Linked DNA regions of Zea mays: regions 1 and 2 are each linked to region 3. Evidence: chromatin contacts called from public Hi-C and HiChIP or PLAC-seq data. All regions are on one chromosome and are shown on one strand. Each heading gives the region's core, a stretch centred on a gene start, on an enhancer-like site or on the middle of the called end of the contact. The rest is flanking DNA. Distances are from core to core; before and after follow the strand shown.

Region 1 (2,868 bases), core at 117-2,616, 410 kb after region 3:
TTATGGTTGTGACGAAGCTCTCTCTTATGACGAAGCTAGATCAAAACGATGCTTTCCTTGAGAATGCAATGAGAAAGCTTCGGCTATGGTTAAATTTTTCAGCAGCACAACAGTACAATGACAATGAATGCTGTGGTAACTTCACACATACCCGTCTGTTTATATAGTGCTGCAGGTGTGAAGGTGAATCGTCAAGTCGCCCGTACCCGCTCAACAGTCACTCGCACTCACTGAACGGTGGACCACGGTGCGTGCGAGATGAATCGGCAGATCGTGCATACCCGCTGCATGGTGGGACCACCCCGCGCTCAGATTATTTTAATCGTTTCTCGGTAACGAGCTCAGGGAAGGTGTTTTTCAGACCTTCGGCATTCCGAAGCCTAGGACAATTTTTCACGGATCAAGCTCGTTACGAAAAACGATCTAGCACCACGAAGGGCTACTGTTGGGGGTCTGCTTCGTAGCCGAAGGTCCTGTAAGAAGAAACACCTTCGGAAGATCAGCACGGAAATAACGCCGAAGCTACCTTACAGGGAACTTCGGCATAACGACATGTCTAAGACGAAGGGTTGCACCGACTTAAAGATGAAAAGACAGATTGACTCATGATAGTTTGTGTCATGATTGTAATCTTTTTGTAAAGGGTATAAATGTAATTTCACACAGGCTGCGCCCTGTGCCTATAAATAGATAACACTACCCCCGTACTGTAGACGCTGATTTGTACTCGCTCGTGCATCACACTTGTTCTTTCTCCTTCTGTTAAGCCGAAGGTACAAATGTAATTTTATATTATTTCTATTTATCCATGACAATATAATAAAAGATGAGTTAGTAATATTATATGATTATTCATATTGTTTCTTATATTTTACATGCTTCTTCTTTCATTATCATATACTGAGAAGGTATGTCTTTCATGACCTTCGTGTGAAGATCATTATATGCTAAGGGAAATAGTGCTTCAAAGGACGAAGAGCTTTTACCTTTAACATTTTGTATTGCCTTAATCTTAATTCATAGCATTTAAGAACAAGTCCCCAACAATTACGATACTTATTGATTATAAAAAGAATAAGCATATTGGAGATAAAAACCCGCGGGTAACCCGTGTGTACCCGCAAACCCAATGGGTTTGAGTTTGGGTAAAATTTCAAAATCGTCACATGTATAGGTTTTTTAATGAGTGAGGTTTGGGATAGCAAAATTCGGCGGGTTTGTACCCGTTGTCATCTCTACCCGAACCGAACCGTATAAAGACGGTCACGCACTGTATAAAGACGGTCGGATTGGACTCGTACCGGATTAAAAAACGTGCTTCAGCTGGGCTTTCGGGGTTACATCAATATTTCTCTTCCTCCACTTCCCATCCTGTTCGTGACTCGTGATTTCGCCGCCGGAAAGCCGAGGGAGAGGGAGCGAGATGGGGTTCGTCGGCGACACGATGGAGTCAATCCGCTCCATGCAGATCCGCCAATTGCTCACGCAGATCATCAGCCTCGGTGACGCTCTCTGCCGCACCCTCCTCTTCTTTCCCCCCTGCTTGTTTTTTTTTTCTCCTCGAGATCTTTGTAGTGCGTTTGGAGCCCTATAATTCTTGGGTTTGTGGTGAGGCCTTTGCCATGCGAGTCTACTACGATTTTAATTAGCGGGACAAGTCTTTTTTCCATTTCCAGTGGTTTTTGCCGTAAGATCGGTGGAGACTGCTCCTGATTCTTCATCTGGTTCTATGATCTGAACTCTTTAGCTACCCCCCTTAAGAATCATAAAAATGCGTAGATGAGAACAGTAGTCGAATTGGGTGTGACAGCTTTAGAGAACTGGATTTTGTTTTTTTTTCTTCTTCTCCTCTTTTATTATCTGGAGCGTTTATAATGATGCTTATGCACTGAAGAAGTGATTAAGTTTCTTGTGGGTTACTCTAGACTCCAGTTGTCGCTAATAGCAATTCAGGTTTGTACACTGGGACTTTCCTGCGGTTTGATATTTGACTGTTAATTTGCAACATGAGTCTCATGAGGAGGGTTTTAACTTTCGAATTTTTCTCTTTGCAGGTATGATTGTTACCTCTGCATTAATCATATGGAAGGGGTTGATAGTTTTCACAGGGAGCGAGTCACCAGTTGTAGTGGTTCTCTCTGGTAGCATGGAACCTGGATTTAAAAGGGTTTGTTTACTCCCTACATTGCTACATGCAAATTACCTTTGATGTTGTATGCTTTTTTATGATATTTATACGTTTGATGTTGACATCATCAACTGTTTAGCACAAAGGAACATTTCCATTTTTTATATGAATGCTTCTCACTTTGCTTTAAGTTTGTATACGTCGAATGTCAGCATAGTTTCATTGTTCTTATTACCAGATTTTTCCTTTTAAGTTAGTATACTTTACAAAAATATCACATTCCTGTCCCAGTTGTCACAAAATAACCACTTCTAGTGCCGATTTCATAAAACTACCAAAACTTTGGGTTCCCTTCTCACAAACTTGCAACATTGTGCCCTGAGAACCTGGACCCACTTGCCAGCATCACATAGTGCAGAAAAAAAGAATGGCCCCAATCTGTTGCAATATATGATGCTGTCCAGTGGGCTCAGGTGCTCAAAACATTTTTGGGGCAATACACTGTTCACAGAGTAAAGTTTGAAATAAGGAACGATATAGGGGATAGGCTAGGTAAGCTGCTGGAGATAGCCTTATAAGGGTACCTTAAGTGTTATAGTTTTGTGAAATGGGCACCAGAAATGGTAGCTTTTTGATGATTATGAGAACAATGTAGTAATTTTATGAAATTAACATTTTAAGATTTGTACCGTAACTTGTTGATAATCTTCTATGGTATGGTACATTTTATCTACTACCTC
Region 2 (2,861 bases), core at 149-2,648, 300 kb before region 3:
CGCTCTAGAGAAATTTATGGAAACTCAATCAGCAAGTTACTACTTAACTTTCACATAAAGTTGTGGGAATTAAGAAAGAAGTACCATGCACTCATCTGGATTCACCAACAAATACAAAAATCCCACAAGATATCAAAGCTTCTATCTACGATGTACAAGAATATGAAAAGAGGTACGCAGACTCTCCATGACCTTTTTAAGACAATAAAACAATGTATAACACACACACTCATGCGCAAACACACACATAGTCTGCATGACCTTTTTAAGACAATAAAACAATGTATAACACACACACGCATGCGCAAACACACACATGGATGCAATGATAATTGCCCCAGCTGCAAGCAGAACACTACTGGAAAAAATGGAATAGTGGTTCATGAAATCAAATGCTTTCAGGAGTATAACTTTTATCCGAACTTTTGGGCATACATGGTCATACGCACGTTGCAGAGGCCATAGGATAGGGTTTGTTTTTTTCTGAGGAGACAGTAAATTAAGTAATCAGAAAATGAGAGGGTGCAACGACTAATTTTGATAGCTCGCAATCCACAAGTCAAGTCCTGTATACGACAATTACCTGAAACAGCTACAACTGACCATCAGAAAATGAGAGGGTGCAACGACTAATTTTGATAGCTCGCAATCCACAAGTCAAGTCCTGTATACGACAATTACCTGAAACAGCTACAACTGACCATACCCTCACGTTTGGGTATGGCCTAATACCTCGAGCATGGCCCAAATCTCAACCCCTAAACTCTATCCATCCGGAATGCTAACTGCACATAAGATCCCAATCTCACCTATAGAAAGCAGCTTCCTGAACTGTGTGGTGGCCTCAAGCTGCACGGAGGGGTCGTTGGAGTGGACGGCCTGCACCATCGCCGGCAAGCCATCGAGCTGCATAAACCGACAACAAGAAAATCAGATCCGAACCCGGCAGATCGAGTGCCACCCCGTCACCCATACCCTAACGCAGAGAGCGGATCAGATCGGGGCCAGGAAGAGCGAGGGAGGGGGGCACCGCACCTTCTGCTGGAGCGCGGTGGAGTGGCCCATCGGCGGCACACCGGCGGCGGAGGCGGGAAACCCATCGCGGCGCTTCTTCTGGAGGCTTTCCTCGCGCTTGGCCTTGCGGATGTCCACCATCTGGCCCTCGCGGCGGCGGCGGCTCTCCTCCGCGTCTACCGTCTGCTTGTAGTTGCCCTTCCGCATCTGCTCCCGCTCGCTCGGCCGGAGCGACATCGCGGCGAAACCCTAGGAGGACCCGGCGGCGGCGCGCAGTGTGTGGGGACTGGGAGGAGCGGGGGTGCAGTCGAGTCGCTCGCGCAGCCACGCACGCACGGCAAGACCGACCCGTCGGACCCGATTCGATTTCGAATTGGGGAACGGAAGGGAGATACGAGTGAGTTGGAGGTGGAGGTTTATAAAGGCAGCATCGCTACCTGGGGCACAGAGGACGCGGAGAAAAAATGGCAACGAGGGTTGCTGCGTGTGCGAACGTCCGTAGAGAGCTGTCAAAAAACTCAAACTAGCTCTTAGGATTTAGATTCTCCTTTTCTTAGTCCTCCAATCTTAATATGATTGGTATAATCTTTTGATTGTTCCTGTAATCTTAAGTGCTCTCCCAATTTGTTACCATATTTGGATAGAGGTTTTAGCTATATGTTCTGTAATCAACACCAGGAATCAATCAAGGACAATACCACCCAAAATCCCTTTGTCTTTCCTTGTATCAACCTATCGATTTTTTTTGTTCACTTGTTTTTGACACTTTGAAGAAATAAAAAACAAGACAACACAAATGAATCAACCATTTCTTCACCATTTAATTAATTTTTTAAAGAGATTAATTAAAGGACGAAGGTTATAAAGACAAACAAAAGATGAAGAAATACAAGCGTAGAGATGTAATAAATAATTCGTTACAGATATATTACTCTTCTTCATCTTTTTATAAACATAGATGATTACAATTATAACTTCAGCCTTACAAAAAGGAGTTTGAAGGCAGTAAAAACACCTTTGAATATAGAGCGGTTTCAGAATACCTCGTTCTATTGTGTCCCTAATGCATGGTACTGCTCCTATATTTATAGTAGTAAGGTATAACTTTGTATGAAATTACAAGTATACCCATAAGCCCTATTTACATGATCTATGACATTCGTGGGGGCATAGATGTCTTTTCTTGCATCTGTTGCGTTGGTCGGGCTTTTGGAACCTTTTCTTCTTCGCTTGCTTCGTATATTGATGACACCAAGACGAAGTCTCTCTATTCGGCTTCGTTCGTATGTTATCCCTTCGAAAGTAAAGCTTCAATGCTTTGCCTCCAATTTAGCTCTCAACTTGGACAAAGGTTAGCTTCATCATTCCTTGGGTAGCACCTAAAACAATGTTTTAGCATATAAATATGTAATGTAGCACTTAAGGACATTCGGCAATAGAGGCCCCAACACTGATCCTACACCTTTCGCTCCTAGCTCCACCCATGGCTGACAGTAGCGCTGCTCCTGCGGCCGATGTCAACGTCGTCGAGTTGCACGCTGCTATCCTCCACTGCCGTGTGCAGGAAGATGATGATGACGCACGTCATCATGCATCAGATGCGGCCACCACTGTCCAGGCCAATTGGGACGCAACCACTCGCCATCGACTTCAGAACGATGTTGTTCCCTCTATTGCCATGCCACTCTGCACCCTAACCTTGGCTCCAATCATAGCCTGGTATGTGCTGACTAGACATCGCCTCGCCATATGCAGCCTCATACAAAAGAACAATGCAATCTTACATACAAACATCCATATAAACAGAACCTAGCAAACATTTCCAAACACTCACCACACGATCTATT
Region 3 (2,803 bases), core at 59-2,558:
GATCCATGATTACTGTAACCTCACACAGAAAGGAAACATTCTGAGCTTCCTAATTTCATCCACTATCGAGAGTACAATAAATATGTGATAAAACATTACTCACCACTACTGTGGGAGACCCGGCATTCTGTAGCCTTGCATTGATTCTCCATGGACAATCACCTCCTTTGCAGTAAGCTCTATATCTGAAAGGTGAGCTTGACTCAATTCCTAACTCGAACTCATTACTGATCGCATACTGCCTCATAGCCAGCCTGAATTCTTTCATATCCTTGTACAAACTACCAATCTTCATTATTGGATTTGATCTGTTGCAAACAAATACCCTTTCTTGTGGTATGCAATCATTGCAGGGCAAAGCAGCAGTTTCATCATCTATTTCATCGCTTCCGCGGACACCAAACGATCTACTAGTAAAAGCATCTTGCCTTTCAGTAGTTTCACGTTCATCTTCTGCTAGCAATCCTAACCGATCATAAAGCACTGACTCTGAGGCAGTCTGTTGTTCTCCTTCTTCTTCCCATCTATCATCAATCTGTATTGCCCCCCAATCAATTTCTAATACCTGAAACCAAAGGATAATACACCTATGAAGTACTAGGCGCAGGTACTAAACACAATTAACTGTTGTATACTGTAAATTGAATCAAACCTCCATTGTATGTTGCTCCCTAAAAAGAAAATTTAGGGGATCCGACAAATCCGAGGTCCTGACCGGTGCATCCACTCTTTCCACCGGAGAACCAGTGGGAAGGCAAGGAAGGGGCGCCTCCGAGCTCATAACCGGTAAAACTTGAGTTGAATCCGGGGAGTAGGCGGAGTTTTCTACCTCCATGCAGCCGGGGCAACGGAACCAGTACGCAGACGGTTGCGCGGGATGCAGAGGGCGGCTCGGGCGATTCTCTTTCTTCAGACGGGGGCGCGGGCACCAGCACCTTGCTCAAACGGCGCGGGCACGAGCTCCTTGCTCACGCGGGTTGCAGAGGGCGGACATTGCAGACGGCGGCGCAGAGTCTCCGGCACTCGTCTCCGGCGGCGCGGGCGAGTCTGAAGAGCGGATGAGTGTGCAGTCAGCAAGGAGACTCTGCGCCGTAGGGGTACTTTAGTCCACGGCTGTACACAAGCGCAACAAAACGGACGATTACAGATGACGGGACATTAACAGTACCTAAATGGCGTGAGTGTTCCGTCCATAATACCAAACTGGCGAAGCACGGCTGCGGAGTTACAAAGTGGCGAAGCCGCGCGACGATAGTGTTACAAATTCAAATAACTCCACAATTGCCCGTATTGTTTAACACTATCCCGCACGGTGCGAGAACATCCAAAAATGGACGCCACCGTCGTCGCCATCGCCGACGACCATGATGACTCCGACTGCCGCCGCCCCCTGCTCGCCCAGAACGAAGAGATCCACCTCTACACAGAGCCCCCTAACCGTCAACATCCTCCACTGGATGCTGCGGCGACGCAGCTCGAGGAGCAGCGGAAGCCGGAGAGAGTGGCCTCTCTGGACGTGTTCCGCGGCTTCACCGTTGCCGTGAGTGGAAACTCGATCATGCTAGTTTTTTGCTCGGATGCTCCAAAATTCAGGCGTGGACTCTGGTTGCGTGCGTAGATGATGATACTCGTGGACGACGCCGGCGGGGCGTGGCCGGGCATCAACCACGCGCCGTGGTTCGGGGTTACGGTGGCGGACTTCGTCATGCCTGCCTTCCTCTTCATCATCGGCGTCTCCGCCGCACTCGTATTCAAGGTAGTAAGCTGAATTACTGATAACTGCTCACTTCTGCAGAACTCTGTTAATAAGCATAGCATGAATGAAGCAACCAATCTGTATAGAATGTTGAATCTTTGGATTTATTATCCTGAATTTGTTGAGCTATTCAATTGCCCCTTAAATGGAAGGGGAAATTTCAGAGGGCCTGTGGAGCTCTGCGACTGCCAAATGAAGTCAACACTTTTTCTGAGTATAAGACTAGAGACTTGAAGACATATCCTGCTTTCCAGGGCAATGGATTATTGAAAACATCCTTGGTCAAATCTGTTGATTTTGGCTACGCCATCAACTTAAAATACTGTAAACCATTTCATTTGCTGCTCCTATGCCAAAAACAATAATATGGTTACCATTGAAAAGATGCGAGGCATGGCCACTAGATATAAGGGGGATGCTAGTTCTACTTTGTAGATGAAGAAGTATGATGTAGGAGTAGATTTGACATTACACTTTAGTTGCTGAGAACAAACATTGCTCTCTACATCTTTTGTGCTCTGTCCCTCAGAAGACAGTTTGTTTGTATATCTTCCTTGGATGGTTGGTACTTACTGCACAATCTAATCGTTTATTACTATTAAAATAACCTCTGACAGTTGCAGATGTTCGACTGCAGAAAATGGCAAACAAGACAGCTGCAACTAAGAAGGCTGCAATTCGGGCTTCAAAACTTTTCATATTGGGTGTGATTTTGCAAGGTTATACTTATTGCTAGCTCTTTGCCAAGTAGCTCTCATCAACCCATTTTGTGGGATTACTATCAGGTTGGAGTTTATCGTTATGTTCTTTTTTACTTGTAGGGGGATACATTCATGGACGACACAAATTAACTTATGGTGTTGATTTGGATCATATTCGATGGCTAGGTGTGTTGCAGGTGACGAATAAAACAAACCTATTTATCTAAGTTTGTGTATTTCATTTCTTTTCTATTCATGTAATGTTTGAAACTTTGGATTTCTTATTCTTGTCATGCCTCTTGTACTTGTAGAGGATAGCTATTGGATACTTTGTAGCAGCAATGTC

What was found. Hi-C and Micro-C count contacts between places; a contact is called where the count stands out from the background. HiChIP or PLAC-seq counts read pairs in DNA pulled down with a chosen protein or histone mark.
Region 1: a Hi-C map of tassel shows a contact between it and region 3, with 2.7 times the contacts expected there. The contact joins the promoter of LOC100191345 here to the promoter of LOC100193245 in region 3. A contact is called at or near these places in 2 of 25 Hi-C or Micro-C datasets (ear and tassel).
Region 2: an H3K4me3 HiChIP or PLAC-seq map of leaf shows a contact between it and region 3, with 9 times the contacts expected there. The contact joins the promoter of LOC100193437 here to the promoter of LOC100193245 in region 3. A contact is called at or near these places in 3 of 25 Hi-C or Micro-C datasets (bundle sheath, ear and tassel) and 1 of 3 datasets of contacts at active chromatin or transcription factors (leaf).

Annotation. Positions count from the first base shown.
Region 1 is chr8:85,847,100-85,849,967 of Zm-B73-REFERENCE-NAM-5.0, forward strand. It overlaps LOC100191345, which reads left to right and starts at 1,367. Exons shown (of 8, transcript NM_001136779.1): 1 at 1,367-1,502; 2 at 2,055-2,167. The coding sequence starts at 1,424.
Region 2 is chr8:85,136,187-85,139,047 of Zm-B73-REFERENCE-NAM-5.0, forward strand. LOC100193437 (Importin subunit alpha) reads right to left here and starts at 1,399. Exons shown (of 11, transcript NM_001349834.1): 1 at 1,036-1,399; 2 at 810-906; 3 at 1-4. The coding sequence starts at 1,251.
Region 3 is chr8:85,438,162-85,440,964 of Zm-B73-REFERENCE-NAM-5.0, forward strand. LOC100193245 (Heparan-alpha-glucosaminide N-acetyltransferase) reads left to right here and starts at 1,309. Exons shown (of 13, transcript NM_001138395.1): 1 at 1,309-1,540; 2 at 1,619-1,756; 3 at 2,394-2,475; 4 at 2,578-2,654; 5 at 2,769-2,803. The coding sequence starts at 1,331.